Regions from separate parts of the Zea mays genome. Here region 2 is linked to region 1. A link is a contact called in public Hi-C data. All regions are on one chromosome and are shown on one strand. The core of a region is the stretch at or near the end of the contact, and the rest is flanking DNA. Distances in the headings are between cores, read along the strand shown. Region 1 holds the start of LOC103636256 (protein NETWORKED 2A). Region 2 holds the start of LOC100283086.

Region 1 (5,309 bases), core at 1,038-3,537:
AACTTCATCAGCAGCTCCAGGTTGTTGTCCAAGAGCGTGTCTATGTCCCTTCTGAACTTGTCTTGGAGAGGTGAGGCGTTCTCAGCGATGGTCGACAGCGTCGGGCCCTTGAGCAGGCTAATGGAGGCGTCACTTGAAATGGAAGGTCTCCTCCTGTGACCCCGGCGAGAGCAGGAGCAGCTCGTGATTTGTTCTCGGAGTGCCCGGATTTCATTCAGGCAATCCTGGTTCTTTTGCTCCATCTCTGCAAGCTTTCTCTTGGCGTCCTCAAGCAGTGAGGTCCCATGATCGTCACATGAAATTTTGTCTTGGGCAACGTCGAGCTGTTGCTCCATCTCCATGCATGATGATGATTCACTTTTGGCTGCCACGAGTGCATTGTCTGCCTCTGCATGGGGTTGTTCAGCAATCTCCTCCATAGACGACTCCGGCACGTCATGGGACGTGTGTGCAGAATCGCAAACTGGCGATAGCAGCAACTCCGACACGTCATGGAACCTGCTTATCGCTTCTACGAAATTGGAACGGATTGTGCTCTCGTCTTTGTGGAAGGAGCTTTCGAGAGCCTGAGCCCTGACAAGCTCCTCTTCTGCTTGCCTGATAAGCTTCTCGGTCAGTTCATCTGCTGATCCATCCTCCAGGCTTTGCAGGGAACTCTCCAGCTCCTTGTTTTCCTGACAAAGCCGGTCTATCTGAGAGGTTTGTGATGAAACCATGAGCTCCAAGTCAACGACCGTGTTGACGACTTCATCGATCCTCTCTGTGACTTGTGCGATGGAGATGTCGCAGCCCCTCTCAAAGTGTTCCTTGATCTTGTCAGCTACTATGTCTACCGCAACTTCTTGTTTGACATGGACACTTTCCATCGTCTCCTCCGGGCAGTGGTTCTTTCGAGTGTTTCTCTCCTCCTCCAGAGAAACAGCTGGTAGAGATCTGCCATGCTTGTTCATTATAGCCTCGAACTTGTCTCTTAGAACCCTGACCCTTTCCGATTCTCCCACCGCGCGCTGCGCAGATGCCTTGCGCTGCTCCTGCAGCCTGACGATAGTGTCTTCACAGGACTTGAGGGCAGTCGCTGTCATCAGGGCTCTGGCCTCGTCATCCTCGATCACGGCGCTTTCATCAAACTTATCTTGGAAGTGGCAAGCCTGTTCCTGCATGTCGTTGATCTCCTTCTCAAGGTCCCAGTACTTTGCGATGCCACTCTCGTAGGAGCTTTTGATAAATTCTTTCTCAGTCTGCATGACCAGTATAGCTTTCTGTAGCCTGCTGATCTCTTCCCGTGCATTCTCCTTACTGACTGCCACCAGAGGAGTGGTCTTTTCTCCTCCATCGTCCATGGACCGCCCAGGATTCTTCTTATTCTTCTTCATCATCAACCCATCGACAGTTGACTTGTGGATTTTGCGTGGATCCACTGGGGTGAACGCCTTTGGGATGTTGTCCTCCTCCTCTTCCAGCATTGCATACTGGACTTGGTCAGGAAAGGCAGTGGCAATGGTGTGGTTTGCTTTGTGTAGCTCCCCTGACATGATGTCATACCGGTCAGCCAGAGCCTTGTATGCACGGTATACTTCTTCCACCTGAGTGATCACCTCAGGTCGCCTCTTGTAGTACATCTCTGCCCTCTTCGAGAAGGAATCAGCCTCCTCCCCAAGGAGCAAGAGCATGCACTTCACCCTGTGTTCCATATCTGCGAATTCAAGGACGAATCACACAGCGCACATTAAAAATCATGCATGAATCATTCATTACCTTGGAGGTGGTTGTCGAGCCATTTTGACTGTTTGCTGCGGATGTGGCTTGCCCACCACCATGAATATGCATTGCTCGCTGCCCGCTGCAGCATCTCTTCCTCCTCCTCCTCCTCCTTCTCTTCCTCCTCCTTGTCCAAGATCCAATCTAGTGGCACCAATCTTTTCTTGGCATGATGATTATCATGCGAGAGAACAGAGGCTCGAGCATGAAAGGAGGAGGGGGGTCGTGAGGCTGATAGCCAAGTCCTTTCAAAAATAGCAAAAGATGGTGAGAGGAGGAGAACACAAACACAGCAGCAGAAGCACAAACTCATACATCAGGACATTCCTTCCCACACCTCTTCAAGTTGAAGACACATTTGTTGCCCTACGGATAAGAGCACTTTGCAAAAACACGGAGCTCACCAACAAGTACTAGCTCTCCGTTCGCCGTTGACTTTTTTCTCTAAATCTTTGACTACTCATTTTATTTTCAAAAGATGTAGTAACTTATCATTTATTTTGTTGTTGTGATTTATTTTATCACTTAAGATTATTTGAAAGTGACTTCAAATTTTAAACGCATCTAGTCCAAATAAGAGCGAGAAACTCATCATTATTAGCAACAGTGAAGATTGATATATTCTAGTAGAAGATGAGTTCACGTCGTTGTTAAAGTCTATAGATGTCGTAGTGCAGATCAACTTAGCGAGCGATACCTTAAAACCTGATTCACCCTAAACTACAAGTTCTTTAGTGGACCGAGACACTACCCCCCCCCCCCCCCTTTTGGTTCTTGAAATGTTGTGGTGGTTAGATTGGATCAAACTATCAAAGTTAAGGCCATATTAAAAGTAGAAGTTTTATTTTACTTATGTTACTCACTTTTTTTGGTCACCTTACATCAACAATCTCGATCTCTTCTCTACTATATAGCACCGATTTCTATGGTTTCACGGTAAAAATAGAAATGTAAACGAGAACAGACCGACAAATAGGAACGCTGGACACGGACGACACAAATGCGAAGGAATAACATTATGACGGAAATTTTAGTTACCTAAGAGCATCTCAAAAATCTTTCTAAATTTCACTCTCTAAATTAAAATTTGGAGAGTTATTTGTATAAAAACTACTTTGTATATCTTTATAATCTTTGATAGCTTTTCTATATGTTGTTTATATTCTACAGAGTCATTCATGTTTTTATATCTTTGGTTAGCGAGAAACCTATAATAGAAGATAACTATATTTGAATAACCATTTGAATAAATCGTCACAGAGTAGTTTTTTCAAAAAGTCCCTATCTATATCGATTAGGAAGAATATTCAAAAAGGTCCCTATTTATATGATTAGGAAGAATATAGAGAATTTGTTGGAGTTACTCTAATATTAGACATAGGTTTATAGAACAAAAGTCTACCCATTAAAAAATATTTCTAAATATAAATTTAAAATAATTATTCTTTAAATGATAGAAGATAAAGTTTGAATTTTAAAATACGTAACGGAGGGAGAGGGAGTAGCACTCTGTAATTATCCGTGAAAAAAAAGAAGGAAGCAAAACGAACATGTGGGGAAAAAACTTGGATTGAGTAGGGTGGGTTGGTCGGAAGTCCGACGGACGGGACGGGACGCGAGACGGTGCCGCACCGCCCGCCCGTTTTCTTCCTCAGCGCCGGCACGGCGGCACATCCACTCCACCGCAACTGAGCCATCTCTTCTCCTTCCTCCTCCGCGCTTCTGAATGTGAGGAGGCTTACAACGCCCGGTCCCCCCTAAATCCAAATCCAGCTTCCGCTTTGCAGGGCACGACCCCCTTCGCAACTGACTGAGTCCAAATCCAAATCCAGTTACCCCACTCAACCTCTTTTGATTTGATTTCGCAGGATCCATCCGAGAACAAGCAGCCACTTCTCCGATGCCGTCCTCAATGGCCAAATCCCTCCTCCTCCCTCCCCAGTTCGTCTCCGTCTCACCCCGCCACCCCCACCGCGCCGGATTCCCCGTCCTCAAGCCCCGCCGCGCCTCGCTGCTGGCAGCCACCGGTGGAGACGTCACGCCCGCGCCGGACGCCGACAACGGCTCCAACACCAACCCTCTCGTCGAGGTGCCCCGCGCGCTCTGGCGCCGCACCCTGCAGCCTCTCGGCGACTATGGCTTCGGCAAGCGCAGCGTCTGGGAGGGCGGCGTCGGTCTCTTCATGGTCTCCGGGGCCGCCCTCCTCGCCCTCGCCCTCGCATGGCTTAGGGGATTCCAGCTCCGCTCCCGCTTCCGCAAGTACAACACCGTCTTCGAGTTCACGCAGGCGTGTGGCATCTGCGTCGGCACGCCCGTCCGGATACGAGGGGTCACCGTCGGCTCCGTCGTCCGCGTCGACTCCTCCCTCAGGAGCGTCGATGCCACCGTTGAGGTCACCATTACACACTCCCTCTCTGTCATAGCTCGCTCACTCATTCATTAACCATCAATTCCCGTGATACTAGTACTCCTTGCATGCCTGACTAACCACAACTCGATATATCCAACCTACATTCCTTTCCTGTTCCTCAAATTGTTAATTGCATTGCCTCAGTGCTTACTCTCCGACCCAAACCTTCTTCTGATTGATAGAGGTATTTCCTCTAGTCCAACCAACTCTTCACTCACCTCTCTCCTTATTGATGATGATAACACGCAACTATCACTCCATTTCTACCATCCATATGTTCATCTATTTATAACCATCACATATCCATATTAGTCTTAAGTTTCTGCAGAGGCAGGTCTGCGTTCCTATTTCACATTACTAGCGTTTGCTAGTGATTTGGTACCCATACTTCTTTTTATTAACTTCTTCCATATTGTCTGTGTTATTGTGTTTCTAAATCTCTTTTCTTCTGTTGCAGGTTGGAGATGATAAGATCATCATACCACGGAATTCAGTGGTCGAGGTTAATCAGTCGGGTCTTCTAATGGAGACACTCATTGATATCACACCCAAGGATCCACTCCCTGCACCTTCAGTAGGACCACTTGACCCAGACTGCACCAAAGAAGGTTTGATTCTCTGTGACAAAGAGAGGATGAAAGGACAGCAAGGTGTAAGCTTAGATGCATTGGTGGGAATATTTACCCGACTAGGTAGAGACATGGAGGAGATTGGCGTTAGCAAAAGCTATAAGTTGGCTGAAAAGGTTGCATCTATAATGGAAGAGGCACAACCTCTTCTTACACGGGTACATTCCTTCTTCCAACTTTTTTCTCTAATTGTTTGCAAAATTATAATTTAGTTACCTTGTTGGAATGCATGTGCAACCAGATTCTTTCAGCCAGTACCGCTAAGTAAGGTTGCGTGTTTCAAATGCCTTGTATTCCCTATCACGAGGGCTTTATCAGCCACTCATTCTGCATAGCCGCGCAACTTTTCCTAACATGCCAACATGTGCCAAGGTTCAAAACATTCTCTAGTTAATTATTTATCAAGATAGATTTCCAGTTCAACTTGTTTGCCTTGGCACACTACTAGATATTCCAAATACCAGCATGCTACCTCTGCAATCAGCAATGGCTCATACCTTAGTCTTAGTGAT
Region 2 (5,309 bases), core at 1,204-3,703, 170 kb after region 1:
TTTTCTCTCACCATTTTGATCAATGTTTGGTGTTTTTTCAGATCGTTGGCTCACTAGTAGGCCACACCACTTCCATTGAGTGTGTTGGTATCTCATCAAGGTAGTGTCTCAAATTAGTTGGCAAATGGCAAGACAATTTGGTTGCAGATCATGACTTTCTTGTCTGCAGCTATGGCTGGGTAGCTACAGGGAGCATGGATCAAAAGCTGATCATATGGGACCTCACACACCAGTCCAGCCGATGCACTTGTGAACATGATGTAGGTTGATTGTTTCTTCCCTCTGTGTGCACCTTGCGGTTTGTTCGTTCAGCCATTCATTCATCCATTTTTCGAAGCAGGAGGGAGTGACATCACTGGCATGGTTAGGTTCGTCAAGGTATGTTGCGTCAGGATGCATCGACGGCAAGGTGCGCATCTGGGACAGCCTCTCTGGGGATTGTGCCAGGGAGTTCAGTGGGCATGCAGATGTAGTACAGTCGATGGCCATCACAGCTGACGGCAACGCCATGGTCTCGGTCTCATCAGATGGCTCCGCCCGTGTGTTTGACATCTCCATGTTCAAGTGAAGGAAACTGGGACGGAGTAGATGGTTGCTGTGTATGCTAATGCTTGTTCGCGGTGCATGTGCATGAATGATGATGGCATGCCATGGTAATATGTTATTCTACTCATGGGAAACTCGTGCATTTGTATTGCATATAAGTCCCGTACTCTTAGTATCTGTTACAGTTGAACAAATAATGTATTTGGAGTCTATTCCTTCCTTCTCTACTTGATTACTCTTTTGTGTGTTTTTTCCCATTAGGAGAGAAGTAATCTGTTCTGCACTTCTGCTTATAGTGATAGAGGTCAGGCGGGAATTCTGTCACGTCATCACGAGGGACCTGCTAAAATTCAGGTGCCACTGTATATGTTTTATATTGCAGCTTTAGTCCGTTGCAGTTTTTAGCAGGCAGTCTGTCATTTTTGGTTCAGAAAATAGGAAACTCGATAGAAAAAAACCCATAAACCCGATGAAATCTGATTTGCATTGCGACATCTTAATGAGCTTCTCCATATCTAACTTGAACCAGTTAGATTTGTCTAAGCTTCTTATTGAGGTTGTACTTGTAACTTGTTGCAATATAAAGTAGATGTACTTGGACTCAGTAACTCATAAACAAACCCATATACTGCCACTAGGGTTCTTGATGTAGAAGATCCTAGAGGCTAGCTGAGAGAGCCTCAACGGCCGGAAGAAGGGTCCCAGCATCATGTCCCTCAGCTTGGAGGGTCTCGGTCTGAGAGCCCTGGCCCCTGTGTTAGATGACCTTATGAGTACAGACTACAGAGCTGGCTCAATTTGAAGTTTCTTTCTGCTATTGTGATCTTTGAAAATAATGTTTTGCCGGTATCCGAGCATACGACCTCTTTTTTTCCCGGACGCCTTAAAATTCCGGTTATGAACTAGTAGACCTATGGAGCTGTTTGATTCAGCCATTTTAGACCTGTAACCATTCCCTGTGACAGCTGATGCCGTTCCTTAGAGTTTGGTTAGCGCACTGCGTAATGGATAGCAGCGTTATCGGATACAAGCATGTAGAATCTCATTCCCATTCCCTACCTATCGTCATCCGATACCCTAAAAACAGAAAATGTTGCCCACAACAACCAAACAAAGGGCGGTAATCATTACTCTGCATCGGATGACACCGGTTGCTGATCCCACTGCCGTTACCGCTCCTTTCGTCCAAGCAAACAGCACCTATATTGCATCTCAGTTAAGGGTAGCAGCACCGGGGACGTATGAGGGGAGAATAAGAAAGGATGATAGTTTGCCAAGAAATGAACACAGCAAGCTGTTGTTCCTCCTCCTTTGGCATCCTCTGCCTGTCAGTAATCATGCGGTCAAAATTTAATTAGCAAGTGATCTCTAGTGGACAAGGTAGCAGAGCTGCCTGCTGTTGCTGGTGGATGGACGTGTTTGACTTGTGCAGCTGGACAGCGACTCCTTTCCTTCCTGTACAGTACGCCACGCCACTAAACAAGTCAAAAGGATGGTCTCACGGGCAGCAGCAACCAGGCCCAGGGGAGGGAACATAATTTTTTTCCCAGGGGAGGGCGCGCCACTGACGACTAATACGCATCACTGCATCAGTTCACACACGCACCAGTTCACACGACACCCTGCTCTGCTGCTTGCATAATTTATTTAGTAGTCAAAGGGGAAAACAAGAAGATATGGATCATTTTGGATTAGATATCTTGATTAAGACTTGAATATACATAAAGACGTATGAACGGGCGGGCGAAGATAGTAAGGGAAACACGGACAGAAAAGTAATAAAGATATTGGCTCTTTTAATATTAGATATATAGATATTGGTATTGAACATTGATTGATATACAGAGACGGACATGATGGGGTTTGGCGTCAATAAATAAAAGAGGAAGGGCCAGGGGAAGGAGAACGCCAAAACAAAGCTTTTGTTGTCTCTCACCTACTATTCTTCTTGCCTCCTCCCTCCACCAGCATCCCTGAGTCTGCCATGGGCAACTGCTGGGGAACCAAGATTAGCTCTGACACCGCCGCCTCCCCTTCCACATCACCGTTCCCTCGCAGCGAGGGTGAGATTCTCCGGTGTGCCAATGTCAGGAGCTTCACCTTGACGGAGCTGATGACCTCCACCCGGAACTTCCGGCCCGACAGCGTCCTCGGCGAGGGAGGCTTCGGCTCCGTCTTCAAGGGGTGGATCGACGAGACCACCTTCGCCCCGGCCAGGCCCGGCACAGGGATGGTCATCGCTGTCAAGAAGCTCAACCAGCAGGGATTGCAGGGGCACAGGGAGTGGCTGGCTGAAGTCAACTACCTGGGCCAGTTGTCTCACCCCAGTCTCGTAAGGCTCGTAGGGTACTGCCTCCAAGACGAGCAGCGCCTTCTCGTCTACGAGTTCATGCCGCGAGGAAGCTTGGAGAACCATCTTTTCAGGACCTCACGTTTCCAGCCGCTCTCCTGGAACCTACGAATCAAAGTTGCCCTGGGAGCAGCCAAGGGCCTTGCGTTCTTGCACAGCGACAAGGCCAGAGTTATCTACCGAGATTTCAAGACATCCAACGTGCTCCTGGATTCGGTAAGTATATATGTATATATATCTGAACATATAACTGAAACAAGCTCCTAACATATAACTGAGACTTTTGTGTGTGTTTTCAGAACTACAACGCCAAGCTGTCTGACTTCGGTTTGGCAAAGGACGGGCCAACCGGCGACCAGAGCCACGTGTCCACCAGAGTCATGGGCACCTACGGATATGCTGCTCCGGAATATCTCGCAACAGGTCATCTCACGCCGAAGAGCGACGTCTACAGCTTCGGCGTCGTGCTGCTGGAGATGCTGTCGGGCCGCCGCGCCATGGACAAGAACCGCCCGGCCACCGAGCACAACCTCGTCGACTGGGCGCGCCCCTACCTCAGCAGCAAGCGCCGCGTCTCCCGCATCCTGGACGACCGCCTGGCCGGCCACTACCCGCTGCCGGCCGTCCAAAGGGCGGCAGCGCTGGCGCTGCAGTGCCTCTCCGAGGACTCCAGGAAGAGGCCAACCATGGACCAGGTCGTCGCGTCGCTGCAGCAACTCACAGCCGCCCAGGACCACGACGATGCCCACCGGTCGTCGCGCAGGTACCCAAAAGATCACCGTCAGGCTGCGGCGCTCAACAACCGGAATCTGAACGCTCATCGCCGCCTGTCCGCCTTGCCTCTACCCGAGTGAACTACCATATTCATATTCGATCATCTTTTGTATCTTCACAAAAGTAGTATGTAAATCCGTGGTGAAGACCTGGGTAATTAGTGATAAAACACAACTTGATTGTTGATTAGATGTAAATGGTGGCTTCAACTTAACCGGTTTATGGAAGAGCACTCAGTCACGAGCGGAAGCAATCACGGTCTAGCAGTATGAACGACGTCGACATTCGCGCTACACCAAACCTCTAACAACATGTACACATTTAACGCGAATCACGGGCTGCCGACTCTGCTCATCTTGCCAACAATCTGCACAAAATTTAAGTGTAGATTCCCTAGCCCATTTACACATGTACTCCATCTAAGGGCTAGTTTAGGAACTTCATTTTCTCAAGTGATTTCTGTTTTTTCAAGGAAAAATGAACTAAATTTCTTTGGTAAAATAAAAATTCTATGAAAAAAATGAGGTTCCTAAACTATATCTAATCGTCATATTTCTAACGGGAGGGAAATGAAAAAAAAAGCAAACCAGAGGCGATGCCCACACATATCTCCATCTACGTGGGCCCTTTAAAGAGGCCCAAATGAAAGAAAATAACATGTGAAGGGCAAAAAAAATCTAAAGAGCCAGACTCTGCCCAATCCGTAATCCAGGATGAAATGGCTGCGCCCCAGCACGTCCGCGCCGCTCCCCTCGCACGCGCGCTCCGCGCTACCGCCACCGCCACCGCCACCGCCACCGCCTCCGTCCCCGTACCCGTTCCCGTCCCCGCCGGCATCAAGTCTCAGGGGACTTCCCGCCGCGCACTGCTCGGCCTATCGGAGCCTCAGCTCCGCCAGCTTGCCATCGATCTCGGCCAGGTACCAGACCCAATGCGCCCGGCAGGTTTTGTTTGGTTCGGTTACCTTGCCTGCCTGCCTTTGCCTTACCCGACTTTGATTCTGCCTGCGCAGCAAAGCTACCGGGGCAAGCAGCTGCACGACCTCCTCTACAAATCAAGAGCCAAGCAAATCCAAGAATTCAACCACGGTGGGTGTTACCAGCTAGGGCCTTCGATTTTTGTTCACGCACGGCACCTGCTTGCTCTTTTGCTTCCCGCAACCCAATCAACCGACAAAAAACTGTTAGGCAGTTTCTAAATCTTGACTGTTTTCACTGGCAGTGCCCAAGGCGTTCCGGGAGGCGTTGCTTGGCGCTGGGTGGAGTGTTGGCCGGTCGCCAGTGCACCACGCCGTCACAGCCTCGGATGGCACTACCAAGGTCATAGATATGACGATATGTGACAGTAAAACACCAATCAAGCAAATAGCCCTGTCCACACTGCCTTTATTATTTATCGCATGCTGCTGGGATTTCCACGTGCACTGGTCTGGGGGCTCATGACAATTCTTTCTGTTCTTGTAGATACTTCTCAAGTTGGAGGATAACCGGTTGATCGAGACAGTGGGGATTCCTGTCGATGATGACAACAAAGGCTCTTCTAGGCTCACTGCCTGTGTTTCATCACAGGTGCTGTCAGTGGATCCTCTGCTATTGGGCACTGTTATTCAAACGGTAGTATGTATGCCAATGTTTTTTCT

The links. A called contact is a pair of places that touch in the nucleus more often than the background predicts.
Region 2: a Hi-C map of leaf shows a contact between it and region 1, with 5 times the contacts expected there. The contact joins the promoter of LOC100283086 here to the promoter of LOC103636256 in region 1. A contact is called at or near these places in 8 of 25 Hi-C or Micro-C datasets (ear, leaf, leaf mesophyll and 2 more).

The regions. Positions count from the first base shown.
Region 1 is chr8:162,645,370-162,650,678 of Zm-B73-REFERENCE-NAM-5.0, forward strand. It overlaps LOC103636256 (protein NETWORKED 2A), which reads right to left and starts at 2,288. Exons shown (of 2, transcript XM_008658617.4): 1 at 1,756-2,288; 2 at 1-1,693. The coding sequence starts at 2,071. LOC100285575 (ABC-type transport system involved in resistance to organic solvents, periplasmic component) reads left to right here and starts at 3,300. Exons shown (of 6, transcript NM_001413614.1): 1 at 3,300-3,546; 2 at 3,627-4,150; 3 at 4,626-4,955. The coding sequence starts at 3,659.
Region 2 is chr8:162,810,600-162,815,908 of Zm-B73-REFERENCE-NAM-5.0, forward strand. It overlaps LOC100283086, which reads left to right and starts at 2,454. Exons shown (of 2, transcript NM_001367099.1): 1 at 2,454-3,112; 2 at 3,196-3,897. The coding sequence starts at 2,531. The coding sequence ends at 3,750. It overlaps LOC100381463, which reads left to right. Exons shown (of 12, transcript NR_159708.1): 9 at 42-100; 10 at 170-260; 11 at 341-653; 12 at 808-1,043. LOC100193530 (Radical SAM superfamily protein) reads left to right here and starts at 4,365. Exons shown (of 10, transcript NM_001138641.2): 1 at 4,365-4,589; 2 at 4,683-4,758; 3 at 4,892-4,989; 4 at 5,134-5,238. The coding sequence starts at 4,389.